Linked DNA regions of Mus musculus: regions 2 and 3 are each linked to region 1. The links are chromatin contacts, called in public Hi-C and HiCAR-type maps. All regions are on one chromosome and are shown on one strand. The core of a region is the stretch at or near the end of the contact, and the rest is flanking DNA. Distances in the headings are between cores, read along the strand shown.

What was found. Hi-C and Micro-C count contacts between places; a contact is called where the count stands out from the background. HiCAR-type assays count read pairs that join an accessible place to other places.
Region 2: a contact with region 1 is called in a HiCAR-type map of astrocytes, with 7 times the contacts expected there. The contact joins the promoter of Cblb here to the promoter of Bbx in region 1. A contact is called at or near these places in 1 of 39 promoter capture datasets (pre-B cells) and 1 of 115 datasets of contacts at active chromatin or transcription factors (astrocytes).
Region 3: a contact with region 1 is called in a Hi-C map of B cells, with 8 read pairs. The contact joins the enhancer-like site here to the promoter of Bbx in region 1. A contact is called at or near these places in 1 of 39 promoter capture datasets (hippocampal neurons), 1 of 484 Hi-C or Micro-C datasets (B cells) and 2 of 115 datasets of contacts at active chromatin or transcription factors (pancreatic cancer cells and stem cell-derived neural progenitor cells).

The regions. Positions count from the first base shown.
Region 1 is chr16:50,429,772-50,433,695 of GRCm38.p6, forward strand. It overlaps Bbx (bobby sox HMG box containing), which reads right to left and starts at 2,618. Exons shown (of 17, transcript NM_027444.3): 1 at 2,471-2,618.
Region 2 is chr16:52,028,822-52,032,828 of GRCm38.p6, forward strand. Cblb (Casitas B-lineage lymphoma b) reads left to right here and starts at 2,728. Exons shown (of 18, transcript NM_001033238.1): 1 at 2,728-2,864.
Region 3 is chr16:52,058,936-52,063,011 of GRCm38.p6, forward strand. All of the region lies in intron 3 of Cblb (Casitas B-lineage lymphoma b), which reads left to right. Among named protein-coding and RNA genes, the nearest start is that of Cblb, 29 kb to the left of the region's middle. Within about 2 kb of position 2,481, at least 228 of the 459 cell types and tissues checked have an H3K27ac peak or open chromatin away from gene starts, as enhancers often do. A contact at or near this core is called in B cells, pancreatic cancer cells and stem cell-derived neural progenitor cells, where this site is marked.

The sequences.
Region 1 (3,924 bases), core at 1,368-3,867:
GCAAACCCTACACTCCGGGCGTAAAAGTCTTCTAAACACCTTTCCAGAACGTAGGAGCAACGAGTGGGGTGTCCCTGTGCCCGTGCCCGCTCGAACTGGCGGCGGTCTGGGGGGAAAAAACGCCTCCTTCGCCTCCTCTTCCTCCTCCTTCCCCTCCTCCTTCTCCCGTTCCTCCTCCTCCCGTTCCTCCTCCTCCTCCTCCTCCCGCGGGCCCCGGCGAAGATCCCGCCGCCGCTGCCTCTGCCGCCCCCCAGGGAGGCACCGCCGCCGCCCGGCCCCGCGCTGCCATTCCAGCCTTGGACCGCGCGGCGTGGCGCGCGTGGGGCCGGGTGCCGGGTGGCCGCCCGGAGATGTCCGCTGCGGGGACCCCCGCGCCCCCTGGCCGTAGACTGGCTACAAAAGTCGCGCGAGCAGAGGTGGCGGCGGCGCGCAGGGGAGAGGACGCGCGTGGGGAACCCACGCCGCGAGTGGGCAGCCCCAAGGGATGGCCGAGAGCGCCCCTCCTCGTGCAGGGAAAGTACCCCAGTCCCCGCCAGCCAGCCCCAGGAACAGCAGCCCGGCGTCCACGGCCGGTAGACGAGAACTGGACGTGTCATTAGCAGGACAGGCAATGGTTTCAAAGCCCCAGGCCAATGACCATTAGCCGAGGCAGAGCTAGCTCGGTCCCCATCCCCCACCACCTCCACCCACCTCCCCCTCCAGCTACCTCCCCCCCCCACCTCCACCCCACCTCGAGAAACTTTTCAACAAGATCCACCTGGGCTAATTTGTCCTCAGACAGTTAAAATATTGACTAGACCCTACACACTGGGAAGGAAGGGGAATGCACGCTTTATTTTCCTTTCTGTAGAAAGGAAAGCAAAAAATAGCTTGTCTCTGTGTCTCTCCCTCTCCCCCCCCCCTCCTCTGTCGTACATGTTGTGTCTTAGCTTTTTGCATCGTTTCGTTTTACCTTCCTCATTTAGCAGAAATGATCGCGGGTATTTCACACATAAACGTGTTCCAGATTCCTGGATTCGGGGTCCTTGTAAATTACAAGAATCCGGTTCGGTCTCAGTTACGTTAAGTTTCATGCGATCTCCCCAAAATAAATTTTAAAATAATAATAATAATAATACATTTCTGAGGGTGAGCGAGCGATTCGAGGTGGAGGAGGGAAAGAAGCCTCCAGTCTGATTTCTGTAATTTACTAGCGACCCGGATCGCAGAAAATAACAGTGTAACACGAGCGTGGCTTCCGAGGGTTGGGGAGCTCTTTCTAGAGGCATCGACCCCATCCCCGGATAAAGGATCTGCAAGTTTTCTGTCATCGCGACCGTGCAATGCCATAACTTACCTTCAGAATGAGTCTTTAACCAGCCAAGGCCTTCCTCCTCCCCTCCACCGCCACCACCCCCAGCCTCGCTCTCTCCACCTTAAACTTATTGACACAACATAATCCCACATTCAAGCAAAATCCTGACACAGCCTCCCTCGTCCTCTCCCCCCTCCTCTCTTCCCTCCCGTTTCTCTCTCTCTCTCTCTCTCTCTCTCTCTCTCTCTCTCTCTCTCTCTCTCTCTCTCTCTCTCTCTCTTCCCCTCCCTCTCCCCTTTCCCTCCCCTCCCCTCCTCTCCCTCTCTCGCCTTCTTCGCCTTCTTCCCCTCTCCCCTGTTCTTCCTCCAGGCTACTCTGGCACTGGAACAGCACTTTCTCCACTCGCCGCGCATTTGGCTGGGGGTGGGGGGTGAGGGGGACACCGATCTCGGGGCCGGAACACCCAAATCCTAACTCTGCAGATGAACGAGCAACCGGGCTGCCGGTCCCGGTCACCGTCGCACACACACCAAATGTAGCCCCGACCCACCGAGGGCAGCCTTCCCGTACCTTCCACCCCTGCCCCGGGCTCCTCAGGCCCCACCTCCCCCGGCAGCCGAGCCCTGCCCGGGGCTCCTCCACGTACTTTCGCCTCCTTGAAGTTTGGGGCTCCCGGGGCGGCCACGAGCCGCCCGCCGGCGTGAGGGGACCGCTCCGTTGTTGTTTTCCTCGGGCGGCTCAACCCCGCGCCCCGGCTCCGTGCCCCCTCGGGCGGCGCTGCCCGGGCGCCGAGAGGTGCTGCCTGCAAACGCAGCCTGGCACCGGCTGGCCTACTCCTCCCCAGCCCGGCCCCCAGCTCGCGCTCGCCGGGCAGCGCCGCGCGCCCCCCGGCCCGGGCCCGCCGGCGCGGCCGCCGCGACCCTCGGCCCGACCTCTCGCCACCCAAAGTTTTGGCTGAGGGGAAAGTGGCCCGCGAGGCGCCGGCCGGTGGCGGCTCGGGCTCCGGACGCGCGGGTTCCCCTCGCCTTCCTCAAGTCCACCCTACCGGCTGCCGCCGCCGCTGCCGCCGCTCCTGCCGCGGAGTCCTCGGGCTGCAGCCCCGGCGGCTCGCAAGTGAGTAGGAAAACAGAAAGTGCGGGAGAGCGCCTGCGAAGGCTGCGGATGGCGGGCGCCTACCTCGCGGGCTCGCCGCGGCGCGAGGGCGTGTGTGTGGCTCGCCCTCAGCGGCCAGTCAGGGGCTCTCTATGGGAAAGTGGAGAGGAGCTTGCGGAGCCGCGCTGCCTCCGCTCCACTGTACACTGCTCCACATACAGTACATGCAACCCGGAGAGACTGAAAACACTCATTTTATATAAGGCAGCCTGCCATTGGCCCGCGCCGTGACGGACGGGCGGCGCAGCCAAACAGGAGGCGCGTTACACCCAAACACACGCACACATACACACATTTCACAGAGACACACAAAGATCATCACATTTTCTATTTTCTAATGTTCGGGACCTGTAGACAGTGGGCGAAGACAGGTAGTGAGGCCCAGCAGAGTAGGGGTCAGGAAGGAAGCCCTCTCTATACCAAGTTGCCAGGCTTGAAACTGGTGTCCTTTTGACTTGGGAGGGTTATGGTAATAAACTACAACTCCACTGGATATGGAAGTGAGGAGGGATGGGTTTGATCGCTGCCTTGTGGTGCCCCATGAAAGAGGCGAGCATTGTGTTATGATTTTACAGCCCGGCCTGCTAACAAGTGGCCGAGAAAGGCTTTTATCAGCTTAGATTTCTTTTGTCAATGGGTTAGCCATCACATAGGCCAAAATAGTGCGAGATAAGTTTATCAAGACTAGAATGCTTTGAGATTGTGACTGCCTCGTTAGCAAGCAAATTCAGAAAGTAAGAAAAAAAATCAATACAACAGGCAGAAACAAAGATAAACCTTATGCTAAAGTAGCCGAATGTGCACTTGAAAGTCAGAGGGCAATCACCTGTATGGGTACACAAGGTGTGCTGAAATTACACACCTTGTGGGAAAATGACAATCGACAGTCTGCCTTAGAAATAGACCTCTTGGTTCAATATAGCCAAGATTTATAATACACACACACACACACACACACGCGCGCGCGCGCGCGCGCACACGCACACGCACACACATCCTTTGTTTTATGTATTTCCCGCTGTATATGACTACTCTATGGTGGGTGATTTCTAGAGACAATGAAAGCGAGATCTAGTTTTAATGATATTTTTACTATGCTGTATCTTTGGCAGATCTTGTTAACAGTTTGATATAAACAAGTCAAAGGGATACTTAGAAAGAACCGAACCTAGGAATTAAAACAGAATAAAATGCACACACAAGTTTTTAACTAGTTGAGCAATCTTTTGAGCATATGAGTTCTTTTAGTCTCCTTCATTCTTAGAGTTGATTTTAGTTTTTATTTAAAGATTAAAATAAGCTTTCCCAAGATTGCCTTCATTAAATGGTTATTCAGCATCTACAACTCACTGGGACTATTCTAGGTCCCAGATGTTTTCCTGGAGTTCCTTCTGACCAGGATCCAAAATTTTCAAGAATCTTAAATACAAACAGTTTTGAAGATTAAATAGTATGATTTTTATAGTCTAACTGATAGC
Region 2 (4,007 bases), core at 1,478-3,977, 1.6 Mb after region 1:
AGACTCATGTAATGAATTACTTTGAAGATTTATTTTATGTGTACAACTATTGTGTTGCATGAGTGTATGTGTACCACGTACACACTTTGTGCCCACAGAGGTTAGAAGAAGACATTGGATATCCTAGAAGTGGAGTTATGGATAGTTGTAAGCTACCACGTGAGTGCCTAGAACTGAACCAAAATCCTCTGCAAGAACAAGTGCTCTTAACCGTTGCGCCATCTCTCCATCCTGTGAGGTATTTTTCTCATTAGACTATTTGAAGTGGGAGGAACCATCCTACGTGTAGGCTGTTAAAAACTTTGCTTTTTGCACATAGGCCTTTATTCTTGCTGGTGGGTCCTCCAGTCTGTTGCTGCAGCACCCCTTTTCTAACATCAGAGCCAGCTTCCTCCATTTTCTAACACAGATTGCCTAACAGCAGCTCTCCAGGAACTGTCAGACCTTTAGCACCAGATTGGGATTAATGAGACATCAGCCTTGTGGGCTGAGAAACTCTTGGATTCTCAGCCTCTGAGTGTGAGAAAGAATTTGTCTGACTACCCAGACCACATAATGTGAGTCAGTCTAATAAATAGCCTTTTACATATATGTATGTTGTGTTATATATTATAATACACACACACACACACACACACACACACACACACACACACACACACATATATCTTATCACTTCTGCTCCTTTAGAGAACCTCAACTAACAGATTTTTATTTTTGTCAGCCTACATAAACACTATCTTAGACCAGTTTTTAGTTGCTTTGGTTAGAAAAGTTTGGCAGCCCCAGAGATATTTGTTATACCTGTGTCCCAGCCAGAGCAGAGGAGCAGAACATAATGAGGCTTGTCACTGTATCTCCATGATGCACTTTGCTCCGCAGGCCATTCTATTTTTTTAGTGTCATTGCCTTCAGCAAACTGCAGTTCAAAAGGAACTGTATTGTATATGTATTTTGTTCCATTTTACATTTATTCAAATATGAAGATAAGCAACACATTTAATTATACAGTATAAGGTTGGGCATAGCAAAATCTTCTACACATAGTGCCAGTTTCTTTTGGAATTGACTTTAAAGGTGCATTTTATACACATAGAGGATGTAACCACAGAGTTCTTTTTAAATACTGTCTCCACTTAGCAACCATAGCTACTGTTACAAGCAATAAGGGAGATATGGAGGGGCTATGGAGAAGCCTGCACCATCTACATATATAAAACAAGAAACTACTTTTTAATTATTAGTACAGAAATAATGAAAGAAAATATTACTTCCAGACTTGTACTTTACTGCCTGATTGCCTAAAGGGTCACATTTTGGTTGTTTCCATTACATGAAAATCATAACAATCTGAATTTAGGATTGCAGGACATTCTATGACCACTCAGGAGCCTTCACAGTAATAATTGTAGCACTAAAATACTTATTAGGGATTGGCAGAACCACTGAGACACATTTATCAGGATAGTTGGTTAGAAAATGCTTATATGTATGTATGTATGTATGTACATATGTATGCTTATGCATGTATGCACGTATGACATTTTTAAAAAGTGCAAAGTATTACACCCAGGAGCTCAAGGTGTGAGGTGTATCCATACTACCAATGACAGAGGAAATCACTCCCAGGTATGTAAACCTGGGGCAAATGGTACGAGCATGGTGAACCAAATAGAGAGAATCATGGAACTTGTCTAATGTGTGATTCTGATGACAGAAGGGCCCTGGCATTTCACTGTAAGCGTTACCAGACTGTTTTCTTTTACACGGCTATCAAGGACGGAGCCCAGAAAGAGACGAACACTGGAAGAGGATGGCAGAAACAGGGTTGTCATTAAAATGAAGATTCATCTACATAGAAGAAAAGTGACTCTGGCAAAAATCCAACAGCAGAGTTCTTTACTGGAATCCAGGGGAAAACTTGTTTGGAATATAAAGGTGTCAAACAGATTAGTAATCCCCATTGTGTGGAGTTTTTACTGTCCTGGGACGATTTACAGAGACTATTTAGCTGAGAGTTGTCAAGTATTTGCTTTCTCATCAGCCTGATGTTTGATCTGGAATCCTTCTAGAACTAATAGTAAAAGGGAAACATTTCAGAAATTTAGGAAGTTTTAGTTGGCACTCGGGTTTTACTCCTAGCCTACTCTATGTGAGGGTAACCTTCATCTTAGGAGCTATGGGACTGCTGCTCTTTATTTGACAGTCAACAAGAAACATGGTCTTGGACCTATTTGGCTGCTCTCCTGGGTAGCAGTTTGGCAGCCCTAGGGAGATGAATTTCTTAAGCCTGGGACCCGCCCAGAGCTGAAAAGCAGCACCACCCTGGCAGCCTCTACTCTGTTGCTATGAAACAAAGACTAGGAAGGTGAGTGAGGCAGGAAGTCCCGCCTTTTAGCCCCAGTTGGCTTAGACTCCCGCTCGGGGCGCTCACGCCCACCTGCGCACCCCTCATTGGTTAGCTCCCCGGCGCCTTGCTGCTACTTTTTCAGTTCCTTTCCTCGTTCCACTTTTGTTCCAGGCTAGCCTAGGTCCATTTCCCAACGAGTTCTTCTCCAAGTGGGACGCAGTGGAGTGGGCCTTCCTCTGGGGCCATTGTGTACCGTGGAGGACGTGGACTGGGGGGTAGCGCGGGAGGAGCGTCTCGTCCCGCCCATTGGCTCCGCCCGCTGTCTGGCAGAAAGCAGCCTCTCAGGATTGGTTCGAAGACTCAAGGCTCCGCCTTAGCTCCGCCCCACGCCTTGGTCTCCGGGGATGGCTCAGGGGTGGGGTGGCCAGTGAGTGGTCTCCTCCTCCGGCGGGCGCTGCGGCGGCCTCCCGAGTGTGGCGCGGGACTGCCGGGCGGGCGTGGAGCTTTTTGCACGGTAATTGCCGCGTCCCCGCGTCTCGGTGTTCCTAGATCTCGGTGGCTCCTTCCCCGGAGCGCTCTCCTAGGGCGATTCCACAGAGTCCCCACCCGAGCCACCCCAGCCAGGGCAGCGTGTGTGTGTGGAGTGGGACCCGCGATCACGCGTGGCTCGGGACGGCCGCGGTGACCCGAGTAGAGGAAGGAATGGGTCATCCCGGGGTTGGACGTCTCTTGCTGGCTCGGGGGCCCTGCAGCTGGGCGCGGGCCATCAGGGAGAGGGGACAGCCCTAGCTTCCAGCTGCTGTCGCCGCTGCGGGCCTGAGCCAAGTGGGGATTTAAACAGCAGTCCCTGGCTGGCCCGGGGCCCGGGAGGGAGCGGACTCTGGCTGATCGCCGCCGGTGGGAGGTGCGTGCTACTGGCGCTAGATCGGGCAGGCTGTGGGATTGGGAAGCCAGGACGGGGTCTAGGGCTACTTTATCTTTGCTGAGTTCCTCGTCTCTTTCCCAGACCCCTGAGTGGCGGGCTAGAGGCCCGAGCCTGGAAAGGGTACAGACGTTCTGAAACAAAGCTTTGGACCACTTGATACCGGGTAGGCAGAAGAGGGACCACCGGAGAAGTGAACTCCGCGGTGCGTGCCCGCCCTTGCCGGGTTCTCACCGCTTTTTAAGAAGGGGTTGCTTGTTGGTTTGTTTATTTGGCTCTAGGGAAAAACTACTCACCTCACTGCTTTAAAGAACTATTTGTGTGTCCGCAGCTGCTGGCTTTTGCGGGGGGGGGGGGTGTTGGGGGAATGGAGAGGGGACGCGCGCGCGCGGGGCGCGCGGGGGGGGTATCCAAGTCCTCCGCCTTTGTTGACAAGAGACGTGTCCCTTTTGCGTGTGTGGAGTACTTTGCATTTATGTAATAACTTGGCGAAATCAAACAGCGTGAAGGAGGCTACTGAAGTGAGGCTCCCAACGTGAATTTTAGGAGTTGCAGCTCTAGTATTTCGAATCTGGATTACAGCAGAAGGGGGGGGGGGGACGACATTGTGTTCTTACCTGTTAAAAGTTGTTTTGTTGATGATGTTGAGCTGTAGCTTCATAGAACACGGGCAGAGGATGCATCTTTAACTTTTAGTATTGTAAGAGCAAATCTTGTGTCATGGCTCCTAACTTG
Region 3 (4,076 bases), core at 1,231-3,730, 1.6 Mb after region 1:
GTTCAGAGCAGTGTGCTCTGTGTACCAAGACTGTCTCTAGCCATTCTCACAGTCCCAAATAGGCTTCTTGAAAACTATTTTTCCCCACCTGTTTTGTAGACCCCTGAGTTTGGGGGGAATGTTGCTGGACACCTAAACTTTTTTATTTTCATTTTTTATTTAATCTCTGTAAGCAAGGTATCATTTTAGTTTAAGGAAATAGAAGATTTACCTGAGTAACTTAGCCCCTCATTCCTTTGGTCACCTTAATCCTCTTACGATTTAAATGGTATGTGGAACTTCCAGAATTTTATCACCTGAGATCTGAATGTCTATAGATAGTTACAAGAAATGTGTGCTGTTTCTGACCTCTGGCATGACTTTAGAGCTCCCTGCCAGTGAAATCAACCTCATAAAACTTCCAGGGAGCATTGACTTGAATAGAATCCTGAATGCTTTCAGGGCTCTCTGCAGTTTACTGTGCCCTTGTGCTGCTCACTAGAGGAAGAGGGGTCCCACCCAGTCATGTCAACTAACACTTGACAAGAAGCCTGCTCCCCTGCAAGCCCTCTGAGAATGTTCCCTGGCAGAGATGAATTCAGACCCCCTTCCCCTCCTCCTCCACACCAGCCACATGGTTCTCTTCTTATGCCTTTCTTTTATTCTCCCTCTTCCTTTCTTTCTTCTCCCCTCTGAAGTTTCTCTTTCCTGCTTCTGGGTGAAGCGCCTACCCTCCCTCATGCTCACCTCCAGGGCTTCAGTGTTCTCTGACCAATCTGAGCAGACTGTCTTGTGTTCCTTTGACACATGTAGCCCTTATCAAGGACTGTCATGTGACGGTCAGCCCTGTGTCATCACATATTGCTGTCATGCTAAGTACCTACTGCTGTCATATTAAGTGGTGATAAGTGGTGGCATTACAAATATTGAGAAAAGTTTAATTCAGTTTTTTTTTCTCCCCTTCCGATCAAAGAGAACATCGATGGATTAAAGGAAAATGAGAAAGCCCTTGAGAGTGAGCAAGGTTCCAAGGAAGGAATAGCCTTCAATTAATTTAAAGGCAAAAGTCACTTCTGTGTATTTCCACATAGTATTCAAAACAGTGTTCAGACTTGGCAGATACATATAATAGTTGCTATTTCTCCCAATTTCCATATTATTATTTGAAAATCTTGATTTAATCTAGATAAAGAGCTTCTATTGCTTGGAAAGAGGTAAAAGGTAAAATTTCACATTGGAAACTAGCAAAAAGTCTAAAGTCGGTCATTTAGAACTTGTGGATAAACAATGCCACCTTCCTGAGATTTGGCAGCCGGGGCCAGTTCCGGGGCCAGTTATTTTAAAAGAAAGGCACGTGGGTAAATAGATTAATATCACTGCTGTTTATTGCAGAGTAGTCACAATTCAGGGCGCTGTCTTAACTGTGTGTCTATCTTTAGTGAAGTAACGTTTGTGGAAAAGTTAGAGGTGGTTACACACAGCGCCTCTGCCTGCTCCTGCATGCCCCGTGCGCATGCGCAGTGAGCATTCACAGCTCTCCCACTCAGTGGCTGGCTCTCTGAACCCCTGCGAGCTGTTTTCACTTCCTTTAAATTCTTATATTAACATTTCCTTAAAGACTTTTTGTTTCTGTTCTGTGCTGCGCTCATGACCCTAAATATACCAGCTTACAACAACTGGGGAATCCTCCAAATGTGCGCTTTCGACATGAATAACGTGGTTTTGTTTGGTCTGCATTATTGACAAAGGTCCTTGATCATAACTCGTGGTTCGCCTTGACAGAACATGGTTGGTCTTCCCTGCTCCAGATCCCCCTTAGAGTAGCAGGCATCGTGTTCTGGAAACTATCCTGCATTGCTGTTGATAGAATTTCTTGATGTGTAGGATATGATGTGAGAATTCCGTTAGATGTTCGGGAAAGTTCTCTTGTACCTTCTTAGTGTCTCTTTCCCCTTTATTCCTTTTAAAAGGCATTCTTGGAGGCTTGGCTCTGGCATTCTTGCTAACTATGCCTACCCCCTCCTTTTCTTCTGTATAAGCAAAGTGGCTTTGAGGAACATCTGAGACGTTTTCAATGTGTAAACAGCCTTTTAAAGAAATAGCTGCTGTGTTCTCCCATCACAAGCTGACTTGTAACACTTGAAAGACAAACAGAGGCCTGTGTGTTCTCTGTTATTGTTGCACCCCCTCACATAGCTGTCTGCGTTTGTCAGCAGTTTGTTTTGACTCATAATGCCAGGGAGGGGGTGGCTTGGTGTGTTTTTGTCAGTTATGCAGTGTAGGATGTCAGTTATCTCAAAGTTACCATTATGTTTGGCTGCTGTCCCTCTATGTAAAGAAAGCCTCAGCATTGGTTCCTGTTTCTCAGGCCAGTGTTGGGTTTTGAAACTTGCCCTTAAAATAAATGCCAAACTGTTTTTCTCATCTTGTAACCCTGGAGGTCAGAGGCTGGCTCTCTTGTTTCATTATTGTCTCGGTGACGTGTTTGTGGTATTTCCCCAGACTGGTTTGAGAACCTACCTGAACTGCCCTTTTCAAGTTCCCGTTGCTCTTCTAGAGTTGGGGATCTTGTGTATTCCAACAAGGTTGGAAACACTCCCAAATCAACATTTCATTTTGAAAGCGGTACTTTCAGACCCAGATGACTCTCCTACATTAATTCGTATGGGGACATCAACGGTTGTTGTACTTGACAGAGGCAGGGACCCTGGGCTTGACAGGGACGCCATTCTTCAAGAGAAAGTGTCCCAGGTAGCCTCTCCTAACATTCTTCCCATTTCCTTAGAACACTGACGCTCCCCCAGTTTTAGGCAAACTGTCATCTTTCCCAGCCAAGACCACCAACCTTAGGAAGTAGCAGGAGCTTTGGAGGTGAAACACAAAGGCAAATGCTATTGATCTTAGGCCACCAAGATTCTCATTGGATTTGAGTCAGTACAGATGTCTGCTGGCTCCGATGACTGCCCGCCATGTAAAGTGTCTGGCTGCCACCTCTGCTGTGTGTATGGCTTCATCCTAACAGCAAGTGCATACGCGTTTACTGCAGCCTGTCTCTTATGGGGGATTAAAATAGCCAGAAGGCCTGAATACCTAGCATTTTTATCTAGTATTTCAGCGATGGCGAGTTCATGGGGTGAGGGGTGAGACTGTGTTTGCTGTCCCGCCTCTCAAGCCATGACCTTTAACGAGGGGTTATTTTAGAAAGTTCCCAATTCACTGCGGGTCACTGGAGCTTGGGCAGAAGTGGGGATGCACGGCATTTTCATAGATCACCCAGCGGCTTCTCTACCTGAGCTGGAACTCATGGATTGTAAAGATTTCAAGCATTTGCCCTGAGTCTCTGTGTGCCTCCGAGTATTATCCATTTGCCAAAGGCTAAGCTGTGTTCACCACACCCCTCTCTTGTCATTCCTTAGTGTGGTGTGGATCCAGTTCACGCTCGCTGCTCCAGTCCTGACAGCTAACTGTGAGGCCTCTTCTGAATAGTCAGTGCCTAGGATTTAAGCTTTATTTTGTGTTTGTGGGAGCATCCTAGCTGATAGTTTAGACGTTGAACTCCGTCTTACACCTTTGATGTCCTACTTTGTTGAGGGGTGTTCAAGTCAGAAGGTTTCACAGATAAGATCTTGGAACCCAGCTGGGGGTCAGGAAAGACTGCTTGTGAGGAAATACTTTGGATCTAATGTTAACACTCCTGTCGGGGCATGGATTGGACTCAGGTAGAGAAGTGTACCACAGGAGACATTTAAGGACGTAGAGAAGCACTCCTAAGTTGGAGTCACGTGAGAACATGTTTTGTTGGGTTCTGAGTGTTCGATGGCTAAGCACTGTAGGGAATGGGAGACTGGGTGTACTGTAGGGAATGGGAGACTGGGTGCACTGTAGGGAATGGGAGACTGGGTGCACTGTAGGGAATGGGAGACTGGGTGCACTGTAGGGAATGGGAGACTGGGTGCACTGTAGGGAATGGGAGACCGGGTGCACTGTAGGGAATGGGAGACCGGGTGCACTGTAGGGAATGGGAGACCGGGTGCACTGTAGGGAATGGGAGACCAGGTGCACTGTAGGGAATGGTAGACTGGGTGCACTGTAGGGAA